Linked DNA regions of Mus musculus: all the other regions are linked to region 1. The links are chromatin contacts, called in public Hi-C maps. All regions are on one chromosome and are shown on one strand. Each heading gives the region's core, a stretch centred on a gene start, on an enhancer-like site or on the middle of the called end of the contact. The rest is flanking DNA. Distances are from core to core; before and after follow the strand shown. Region 1 holds the start of Nceh1 (neutral cholesterol ester hydrolase 1). Region 2 holds the start of Hltf (helicase-like transcription factor). Region 3 holds the start of Armc1 (armadillo repeat containing 1).

What was found. Hi-C and Micro-C count contacts between places; a contact is called where the count stands out from the background.
Region 2: a contact with region 1 is called in a Hi-C map of B cells, with 7 read pairs. The contact joins the promoter of Hltf here to the promoter of Nceh1 in region 1. A contact is called at or near these places in 1 of 39 promoter capture datasets (pre-B cells) and 1 of 484 Hi-C or Micro-C datasets (B cells).
Region 3: a contact with region 1 is called in a Hi-C map of CD8 T cells, with 5 times the contacts expected there. The contact joins the promoter of Armc1 here to the promoter of Nceh1 in region 1. A contact is called at or near these places in 1 of 39 promoter capture datasets (pre-B cells) and 1 of 484 Hi-C or Micro-C datasets (CD8 T cells).

The regions. Positions count from the first base shown.
Region 1 is chr3:27,181,347-27,184,715 of GRCm38.p6, forward strand. Nceh1 (neutral cholesterol ester hydrolase 1) reads left to right here and starts at 1,658. Exons shown (of 5, transcript NM_178772.3): 1 at 1,658-1,869. The coding sequence starts at 1,732.
Region 2 is chr3:20,056,222-20,059,345 of GRCm38.p6, forward strand. Hltf (helicase-like transcription factor) reads left to right here and starts at 1,590. Exons shown (of 25, transcript NM_009210.3): 1 at 1,590-1,786; 2 at 2,678-2,885. The coding sequence starts at 1,767.
Region 3 is chr3:19,161,641-19,164,942 of GRCm38.p6, forward strand. Armc1 (armadillo repeat containing 1) reads right to left here and starts at 1,455. Exons shown (of 7, transcript NM_028840.3): 1 at 1,270-1,455.

The DNA of each region.
Region 1 (3,369 bases), core at 408-2,907:
AGACAGTATTATAGTCTGAAACAAGAGGATGACTTTATACTAGGAGATCCCATCTCAAAAAACAAAAACAAGACAAAAAACCCAGGTGCCGAGATGCAGCTTAGTGGTAAAATGCATGCCTGACAAAGGCAACTATCTGCCCCCAGTGCAGAGAGTCAACTCCGTCCATGGTCTTGTTCTCCAGCTCTTGTAGTTCTTGGTGTTATTTGTGGTGAATTGAAATAACAGGAAGGATGATGAAAGGGCTTTACTTTATCTTAAGTGGCATCATTAAAAAAATTACCAAGAAGAAAACAATAAAACAACAAAACTCCTTTCCAAGCTATGAAGGAAGCATCAAGAATCACTGTAGTTTCTTAAAACAACAGCAGCCACTTGGCGGTGGAGAAATGGCTTGGTAGCTAAGTGTTCACTTTTCAAAGGTTTTGCGAAGGACCAGAGTCCAGTTCCCTGCGCCCATGTCAGGCCGCTCAGGATCCAGGGAATCCCGTGCTCTCTTCTGGCATCCACAAACACTTGCTCTCCTGTGCACATTTCCACACAGAGATACACACATCACATAATTAAAAACAAACAGTTTACGATAAGATCTTTGCTTTACTGATTATATATGGTGCTGAGAAGTAACCCCAGGGCTTTGTGTGTGTGGGGGGGGAGAAGCACTCTGTCATTGAACTGAATTCCCAGACCTTTTTTCTATTATTTTTTTTTTCCAGCAAGGTTTCATATAACCCAGGTTGGCTTCAAAATCCTGGTCCTCCTGTTTCCACCTTCCCAATTCTGAGATTACAGGTGCTATCACCAGGCCCAGCTGAGGGCATTTGGAAGCCAACACTGGCCTTATTGCATGAGCTATGAGAAATCAGGTATTAGTTCTCTCTCTCTCTCTCTCTCTCTCTCTCTCTCTCTCTCTCTGTGTGTGTGTGTGTGTGTGTGTATGTGTATCTGTGTGTTTGTTGTGCAATGCCCCCCATATAGCCATGGGTGGCTTAGAACTCACAATGTGAACCAGGCTGTGTGCACCACCATGCCAGAAACTCTCTTTTTAAACCGCTTACTGACTTTATCAAGTGTTTCTCTCGAGAGGAGTTTTGGTATCTTTTGCAGTAGTCTCTTTGTTTTGATCAGATGCTTTATATTCTTTGAAAGTTGCACAGTGCAACTATCTGAGTTTTCTATTTGCTTGTTTGTCTGATACTTTGGTTTTCTTGAGGCAGGGTTTCTCATCTAGCCCAGTATGGACTCAAACTTGTTATGCAGTCCAAGATGACCTTGGCCTTCATCCTGTCTCCTCCTTTCAAGACCAAGGATAACAGTTAAGTGTGCCAAACCCAACGGATTTATTGTTTGTTTGTTACTGTTAGTTTTTCTTCTGATACTATTTCTGGTAGCTCAGGCTGACCCGGAACCCCTTTTGCCACACCTTCAGAGGCAGCTTGGCATCGCAGGCAGTCATACTCACAGTGTCCGCCAGGGGTTGCTGGTTGCTGTGTGTCCTCCGGGCTGCACCACCCTGCTTCCTGCAACCTGGCGAGCCCGCAGCTATTCGCAAGGACACCGCGGAGGGGGCACATCCGCGCTCCCACTTCCTCCCGACGCAGCCTGTGATTGGCTCGCAGCCTGAGGAGGAACACGTGAAACAGCAGCTGCGGCTGGCAGAAACTTGCTGGTCTTCTCCGGGTAGCATCGCACCGTACCGCGGTCAGCTCCGGACAGCCCGGCCTGGGGACAATGAGGTCGTCATGCGTCCTACTGGCCGCTCTGCTGGCTCTGGCTGCCTACTACGTGTACATCCCACTGCCCAGCGCGGTGTCCGACCCCTGGAAACTGATGCTGCTGGACGCCACTTTCCGCGGCGCGCAGCAAGTGGTGAGCAGAGCGAAAGGGGATGCCCCGTCTCGTCCTTGCTCCTCTAAACGAAACCCCCATCGCTTATCCCGGTTGCCCATGGGCCCTTTGAGGATGTCACATTTGCATCCTTGTCCTGCAATAGGGATATCCCGTGTTTCCGTGAACGCGCATCTGCCTCTCCCTGCTTCTTCTGATCTCTGGGGTCTGAGGGTGTCGTGTTTGCATCCGTGTAATGCAGTGGGGGCACCCGGTGTCACCCATGTTTTCTCAGAGTGCACGATTCCCCAGGACCCCTAGCCCGGGCACCGAGGATGTCCTGTTCGCATCCTTGAAGTCCACAGGCAGATAGGAGTGGAAACAGGTGAAGTTCTCCTCGCCTGGCGTCTCTGACAGCTGTTTAACCTTTCCTAGGACCTAATTAGCTCCCCTGCTTTCTTGGTTCGCTGTGTCTTGAGCCAGAGCCTTTGGTAATTTATAAACCACCTCGCCCCCACCTCTGTTGTCCCACTGGCTTGCAAAGGAGGAGTTAATTTTTTTTTTTTTTGCTAAGGGGATTGTGATTCACCGGTGAGCAGAAGCGGGCACAGGCAGTCTCCTAACGTCCCCAGGCCTTAGCGCTCCTTCTGGGGATCGCAGGCTAGGAGGAACCGCTCTGACCTTCGGTTCTCTCCCTGGCATTTCTCAGCTCAGCGGAAGAAAAGAAGGCCGGGAGACTAGCAATCCCGGAGGGCTGTAACGGTCCCTGTTTGAAGGCTGTTTTCTTGTGGCATTTGTTTTGCGTCCTTCGATGTCTGGGAGATAACCTTGGCCTGAGCCGGAGCGGTGTGGCCTTCTTTTAACCTGCAGGGTGGCATTTCTCTGCACTGTATCCTGCTCCTGCACATTGCTCCCCCGTGGGGAGGACAGTGTCATTGGTTTATTCCATGATAGGAGGATTGCTTTTAGTATCAGAAGCGCAGTCTGCAGCTAAGGCTGAACGCCATGACTGCATCGTATTTTTGAGTAGTCAGAGATATGCAGGTTCCCAGCGCTTCTCCACAATCAAGCCACCCTCCACCTCTGCCCAACACTGAGCCTTAATACTGTTTGTTTTGTTTTTTCAAGACAAAGTTTCTTTATAACCCTGGCTATACTGGAACTTGCTCTGTAGACCAGGCTAGCCTCTAACTTGACTGCAGCTGCCCCAGGAACTCTGAGAGGCATGTGCTGCTACCTACCTGCTCTTTTTTTTTTTCTCCTTCTTTTTAATAAGATATATGAACACGCATTAAATTTTTAAAATCAATTTTTATGTATGGGTGTTTTGCACACGTGTATCTCAGTGTACCACGTGGGTGGAGTGCCCACAGAGACCAGAAGGGGATATTGGGACTGTAGTTAAAGGGGTTGTAAGCCTCTGTGTGGGTGCTGGGAATGAACCCAGGGCCAGTGCTCTTAACCCATAAGCTCCAGCTGGTCTCTCTCTCTCTCTTTGTTTTGTAGACAGAGTCTCAGTGTGTAGTTCTACCTGGACTCTGT
Region 2 (3,124 bases), core at 340-2,839, 7.1 Mb before region 1:
CTCCTCTGCACTTAACATGTTTCTGTGACCACAGGGTAAATCATTTGGAATGTACATACAGTGCTACCACTCAGCAAACTAAACAGCTAAGGATAATGTCAGTATCTTAGGTCTCTAATAAAGGTTCCCTGTAATACTCTTTCCCACCTACCTAATGGTCACACCAAATATATTTGGAAAGTATCTTGATTTATGACTTTCTTTGTCCTGTTAGTATAAAAGCTTCATGAAATGGCTTCAATTGAAACATAGCACTTGGGGTGGCCTAATTCTGTGTTCCCAGGCCAATGACTGATATTTGCCTCCAGCATAAATTGTCTCTTAATACTGTTAAAGTTAGTTTTCTTGTTTTTGCTTCTCTCTCTCTCCTTTCTTTTTATCATAGCATTCCCTAGGGTGCCATTCCAGCAGACAATCCTCAAATGGTCACATTTTACTTTTAGTTCACAGATCATCAATATTTAAGACAATGAACATGTGCCTCTTAAAACATCTTACTGACCACCTTTCATCCTCTGCTGATGGAAGCATAAAATGGACCACTCTAGGAAGGATGACTTCCAGTGTTTAAAATGTTTACAAACACATCTAGACATTCCGATGGTTTACAGCACACCCTATTATGTTTGGCTGGGCAATACCTTTAGCTTCCTACTGTTGGTGCAGCAGAAGATGCAGCAGTTAATGGCTGCTTCATCAAAAGTAGTTTTATGGTCTTTCAAGATGCTGGAATTACCTTTACCTTGCCTGATACTGTTGCATACAAAACTCCAAAGTGAAATGTCCCTTTAGATTATAAAGTATAAACATATAAACTTTATATGCCCCAGTACAGGGGAACGCCAGGGCCAAAAAGGGGGAGTGGGTGGGTATGGGGGACTTTTGGGATAGCATTGGAAATGTAAACGAGTAAATACCTAATTAAAAAAAAAAAGAGAGAAAAAAAAAGTTTCTTTATAGTGCCTCCTTCATTTTCCTAAGAAAACACACGTAGCCCCAGCCACCACCTCGGACCTTACAACTAATGTTGGACCAGTCTGCCTTTTTCAGCAAGAGCTATAAGGTTGTATTACTTTATGGCTTTCTTCTACCAAGGGAAAAAAATTTCTTTAAACACAATAAAAGCGAGATGGGAGAAGGAAATTCGTAAGTTCTCATTCAGATTTCCAGAACTCAGGGTCTCGCATACACGGAGGTCGCTAAGAATAAATAGAGTCAGGGCTCAGCAGAGGAAATGCAGGTATCCCACCCAGGGCTCCTACTGGAGTAGGCCCTGTTAGGCATTCCATCAGATAGGGAGCGTCTGACCTATGGGGACATCCTTGAGGAGTTAGGGCAGTGGCTAGAAGACCTCTTTCCCCCTAGTCCGTCAGAACCTTGAGCCCTGTGGCTCACTCAAGAAGCCTCGATGTTTTACCGTGCAAGGCGTCTCGGACTGCGGAAGAACCAGGTAGAACCCGGACGCGCCGCACTGCCTTTGAATCGCAGCACTGGGCGGAGCTCCCCACCCTCTTGTATTGTGATTGGTTGGTCTTCGTAGACTCTTCCTTTGGATTGGGCCCTGGCGGTGCCGATCGCAGAACGTCACCGGTTTCTCAGACTGTTGCAGGAAGGAGTGGTGTGGACACGTCTCACCGGGCGGACGCGGCCTGGCGGTTCTGATTTGGATTCCGGCGCCTGGGCCACGACGCCTTGAGGAGCTTTATCAGGCTGTCTGGGAAGATCTGGGGAGCCCAGGGCATCCCGAAGTCACCCCGCCCCGCGCCATGTCCTATACGTTCACGAGGTGAAGGGCTGAGGGGGGCTGGGCGTGAGGCCAATTGCTCTGCGCTCTATTCTAGTGAAGGTGCGCGCCCGGGCGCTTTATAGGTGCAGTTTGCATCCCTTCTGCGGGTCGCTTGCCGGTGTTGCTCCTGGAGGCACCAATGCATTGTCGCGGCTGACCAGAGTGGCTGCGACCTCGGAGAATCTGCGTCAAGGGCTTGGCGGGGGGGGGGGGGGGGGGTGGCGGGGGGGGTGGAAGCGGGGGGTGATTTATTCACCAATGTTATCCCACTGTTCGCTAGGCATTGTTATGGTAACAGCTTCCAACTTGTATTTCCCGGCACTATGCAAAAGCGCACTAAAGCATATTTGCAGAGGAGCTGAGAGGGAAACTCGCGACTTGATAGCCCCGTGTGTTTTTAGGAGAACTACATCTTCTAGGAGGCTTCCAGCAAACACCTCTTTTCATCATCTACTGTGGTTTTCATGCCCATTTTTGCAACAATTATCCCTATCCTTTAAAATAATGGGGCTTCAAGGTCAGTTCTCTATAGTGTCACAATTTAGATGCTCGATTTAAAATGTGTTCTGTTCCAAAGGAGTTAAAGCAGAGGATGCTGTGGATGCATTTATGTTAAAATTTAAAGTTATTTTCATAGCGGGCAGTGGTAGCCAAGTACCTGGGAGGGAGAGGCAGGTGGATCTCTGAGTTTGAGGCCAGCCTGGTCTACTGAGCGAGTAGGACAGCCAAGGCTACACAGAGAAACCCAGTTTCAGAAAAGGAAAGAGAAGAGGGGAAGGGGTTAGGGGACCAGGACAGCCAGGGCTATACAGAGAAACTCTGTCTCGAAAAACCAAAAAAAGAAAAACAAGTCCTGTTTTGTTTTTGGTTTTTTGTTTTGTTTTAAAACAGGGGTCCTGTTTGGAAGTATTCGCAGTCTGTCCAGTATGGATCACACGAAAATATTCCAAGACTTTCATACTCAACTTTCTTGCCACATTTTGAATTCCAAGACATTATTCCTCCAGATGACTTCCTAACGAGTGATGAAGAGCAAGATTTGGTTTTATTTGGAACTATGAGAGGACAAGTTGTTGGACTACGCTATTACACAGGAGTTGTAAGTAAAAGATTAGATAATAAAATTATGGTATGTTTATGGTTTTAACAGTAAGTTATAGTAAAAGGTGATGTATACAATGAATGTTTTACTTTGAATGAAAGGCTAGTCATAAATACCTTGACTAACTGATTAACTTCTTACTTTTCTCCTATGCTTATAGTTTATAAAGCACTTTTGCCCACACATTTGGTCCTTGTGATTACTGAGGAACGTGGTAAATTTAAGAAATGACTTCA
Region 3 (3,302 bases), core at 205-2,704, 8.0 Mb before region 1:
TCTAACTAGCCAGCAACAGTAAATCAGCATCCCCTTTGTCTTAATTTGCTCTTTTACTTCCAAAGCCCGCACCTGGTGTCAATTACAAGACAATTATGAAACAGTTAACATTGATGTCTACTTTAAGAGTTGGGACGGCTAAGTTAAAACTCTCAAGAGACACATTCATTTTCTGAAAAGGGAAACGTCGTGCAAATGACAAAAGCTTTGTTCTCATTTTTCTGTATCTCAGTCTGAGTAGAGGTCACAGTGCATAGGACGTATGCCTTTACTTTTTCTTCTCCTTACTTAGCTCTGGCTGACCTATGTAGTTGAGATGAGCCTGAAACTAGGAGGGATCTGCCTGCCAATAGCTACCAAAGCAGGGATTAAAGGCATACCATCACGACCCAAACTTATTTTCTCTTCCTTGGCTCTATGTTGACAAACAGAACCCTTCGCAAACTTTAAGGACACTGCGATCACCTAAGGGACCTTGCCAAAAGTAAGTTCAAGCTCAGTGGGTGTAAGTGGGTCTGGGAATCTGAGATGTCCAACCAGCTTCCAGATGAGGATGCCAACGGGCAAGAAGTCTTGAAGCACGGAGTTAGAGACACGCGAGACATCAGTGTCTGGGCAGATGTCAGAAAGGTATTCCTTTTCTTATAGCTAAGAATCACCACTTAGTTAATAGAAGTATTTAGCCCTCACGTGCTAAGAGCTGCTGCGGGCACACACTTATCCTAAATCCTTAATGATTAAGCCGGGTTGAAAAGCAACTACCACTATCAAACGCCGAGACCCGATCTGGCTTCTCCTTGCAATTATAACTGTAACTCTTTTGGAATTGAATTACCGTCTCCAAGCCTCAGTTTCTTCAGGTAGCAGTTTTGAGCGGGTAACAGGGTGGGAAAAAAAAAAGGCAAGACAGTAAAATGTCTGGCAAGTACCATGCAAGCACAGAACTAACCCAGTGGGAAACTTCTACTGCAAGCGCTGAGGAGACAGTATCACCAAAGGAGCAGCTAAGTGCACAAATGCCCACCACCTGTGTACACGAGTTTCTCTTGAATGGAGGCCTGCGCGCAGAGGCTCGCAGATTTACAGAAAGAACGCCGCGACATGGACACCCGCTACTCGTAGGGCGGGCTGGCTGGTCAGAAGGAAGAGGAGAGAAGAGCACGTCCGGAGCCGTCCGAGGCAGCCCGCGGGATGCCGGCAGGAGGCGGGCGCAGCGGCCGGCCCGCGCAGCAGCGGCCCCTCGGCCCCACCTCGGCCCCGGCTACGTACCCTCCAGAGCTCCGGGCGTCCGGAGCCTGCCGCAGCATCAGAGCCGCACCCACCACGGCGGACAACGGGCGGCGAAGACCCCGAGCCACGGCCCGACTCAAAGAACCACAGGGCTGAGTCGCTGGCGGCGGAGGAGCTGCAGGCTCCGCGGTGACCCTGTCACCTCTGCTGGCTTTATTATCCCATTGGCTGAAAATGAAGCAACGTGAGGAAGGACACCCAACCAGAGGCGGGATGTTCTCAAACCTAGTAGCTCATTGGTGAGCTAGACCGGACCTATGAGGACCCAGAACACTGAATTGGAACCAAGGGCTCGCCGTCCACGGAGTGCTAAACAAATTTACAGCCATCGTGGCTCCGCGACTACAATTCCCAGGGTTCCCGCGGCAGGAAGGGCTTCTGCTTCTGTGTGCAGACACGCGAACAGAATAGTTTATCTTCAGCAAGTCTTCCAGGTCTGATAAAACAACCTGTAACCCTTCATCCACGTCTGTGCGTCTTTACCCAGAATCTTCGGACGTTTTTTTGTAGTTTTTACTATGAACGTCGACACTGTTTGGCCTCTCTGGATTTCGTTCATTTCTTTTCAGTGCTGCTTTCTAGCAAAGCGAGGGATGCGAAGTGCTTTTGTTGGGTTGGCCTAAGTGATTTGACATTGAAAAGAATTTTGTCTTTTCTCTTGTCAGAGACTTGTGTTAAGAGAGTTCTCCAGTTCATCATGAAGTTTTGTTAATGCTGTTTTCTATTTATCAAAGTAAAGACATACTTGTTTTATCGATACTAGTTACCGAGGAGTTGCTCTAGGTACGTTTTATTTTCCAAAGTATTTCTGAAATTGTTATCCAAGTCTCGCAGGCTAATCTGAAAATAATACATCCATCCACACTCCTTTTTGATCTTCGTTTCTACAATCTTATTCTGACGTGTTGCTCATACATTAAAGTTACAGGGACTTTGTTGTTATTCTTGTTACAAGGAATTTGAAAGGGCTTTAATTTGGAAAGGATGTGGAAGACACCACACCGGACTGTATTCTACGCTATTATCTCCAATATTTTGTAAGTGAATTTATAAACCAGACCGCCACGGCGGAATCTGAGCACTAAGTAGGTAAAGGCTGAAGGCAGACCATTTCAAGTTCAAGCCCAGTTTAGGCTAACTAAAGCTTCACAGAAACCTTGACTTAAAAAGAAAAAAAAAGAAGAAGAAGAAGAAGAACAAAAGAGTCCATCTCTTGAGTTTCTTAATGTTCCCGTGCTCTTGGTTATCTTATTATTAAAACCCAAAATGAAAACAAGTCCAAAGTAAAGCTTGGTAGAAAACAAGAACAAGACTCTAAATAACCATCTCACCTACAGGCAAAAGCCAGTCTGTGTGCTTTATTCACAAAGCCAAGACAGGGATTAGTGGTAAGAGAACATTGAGCCTAAATTAAAAACAGTGAATGTAGAAAGCAGGAAAAAAAAAAAAAAAAAGTAAATATACTAAGTCCAAGGGGCATACCCAGTACAGCACAACCTATCTGGCTGAGTAAGTGAAGACTTGCCCAATATTCTAATAAAAGGTGACTCAGTAATCCAGAAAGGAAAATTCGCTGTTTTTGCTAATGTTAATCTGCCTATTAAGAAAAGACATATAGTATTTTCAGAATTAGTAAGTAATGACAGGTTATTTTGAGCCAGTCGGTGAAAATATGTCTTTACCTATTGAAAATTCACCATCTGAAATTTAATGTATTCACACTGATGCCATTAAAGCTCTGCAAAGTCTAAACTTTGTGCAAAATGCCATTACCAAGAAAAGATGGCTGAAGCTAAAAAGCAAAGGTAGCCTTAACAAAACATTAATTAGTGCTTCCTAAACTCCTGTGAATGGATTACAAGCCTCAGGGAAGTCTTTTAAGTCTTTATGGATTCACATTTCTAGTTTAAAAGTGTCTGAACTTGACACCTGTGAAGTTGTGCTACCTACCATTATCAATCGTTGCTTGGGTCTAGCCACAGGACAGGCTGGTACGTAAAGTTTCTCAACCA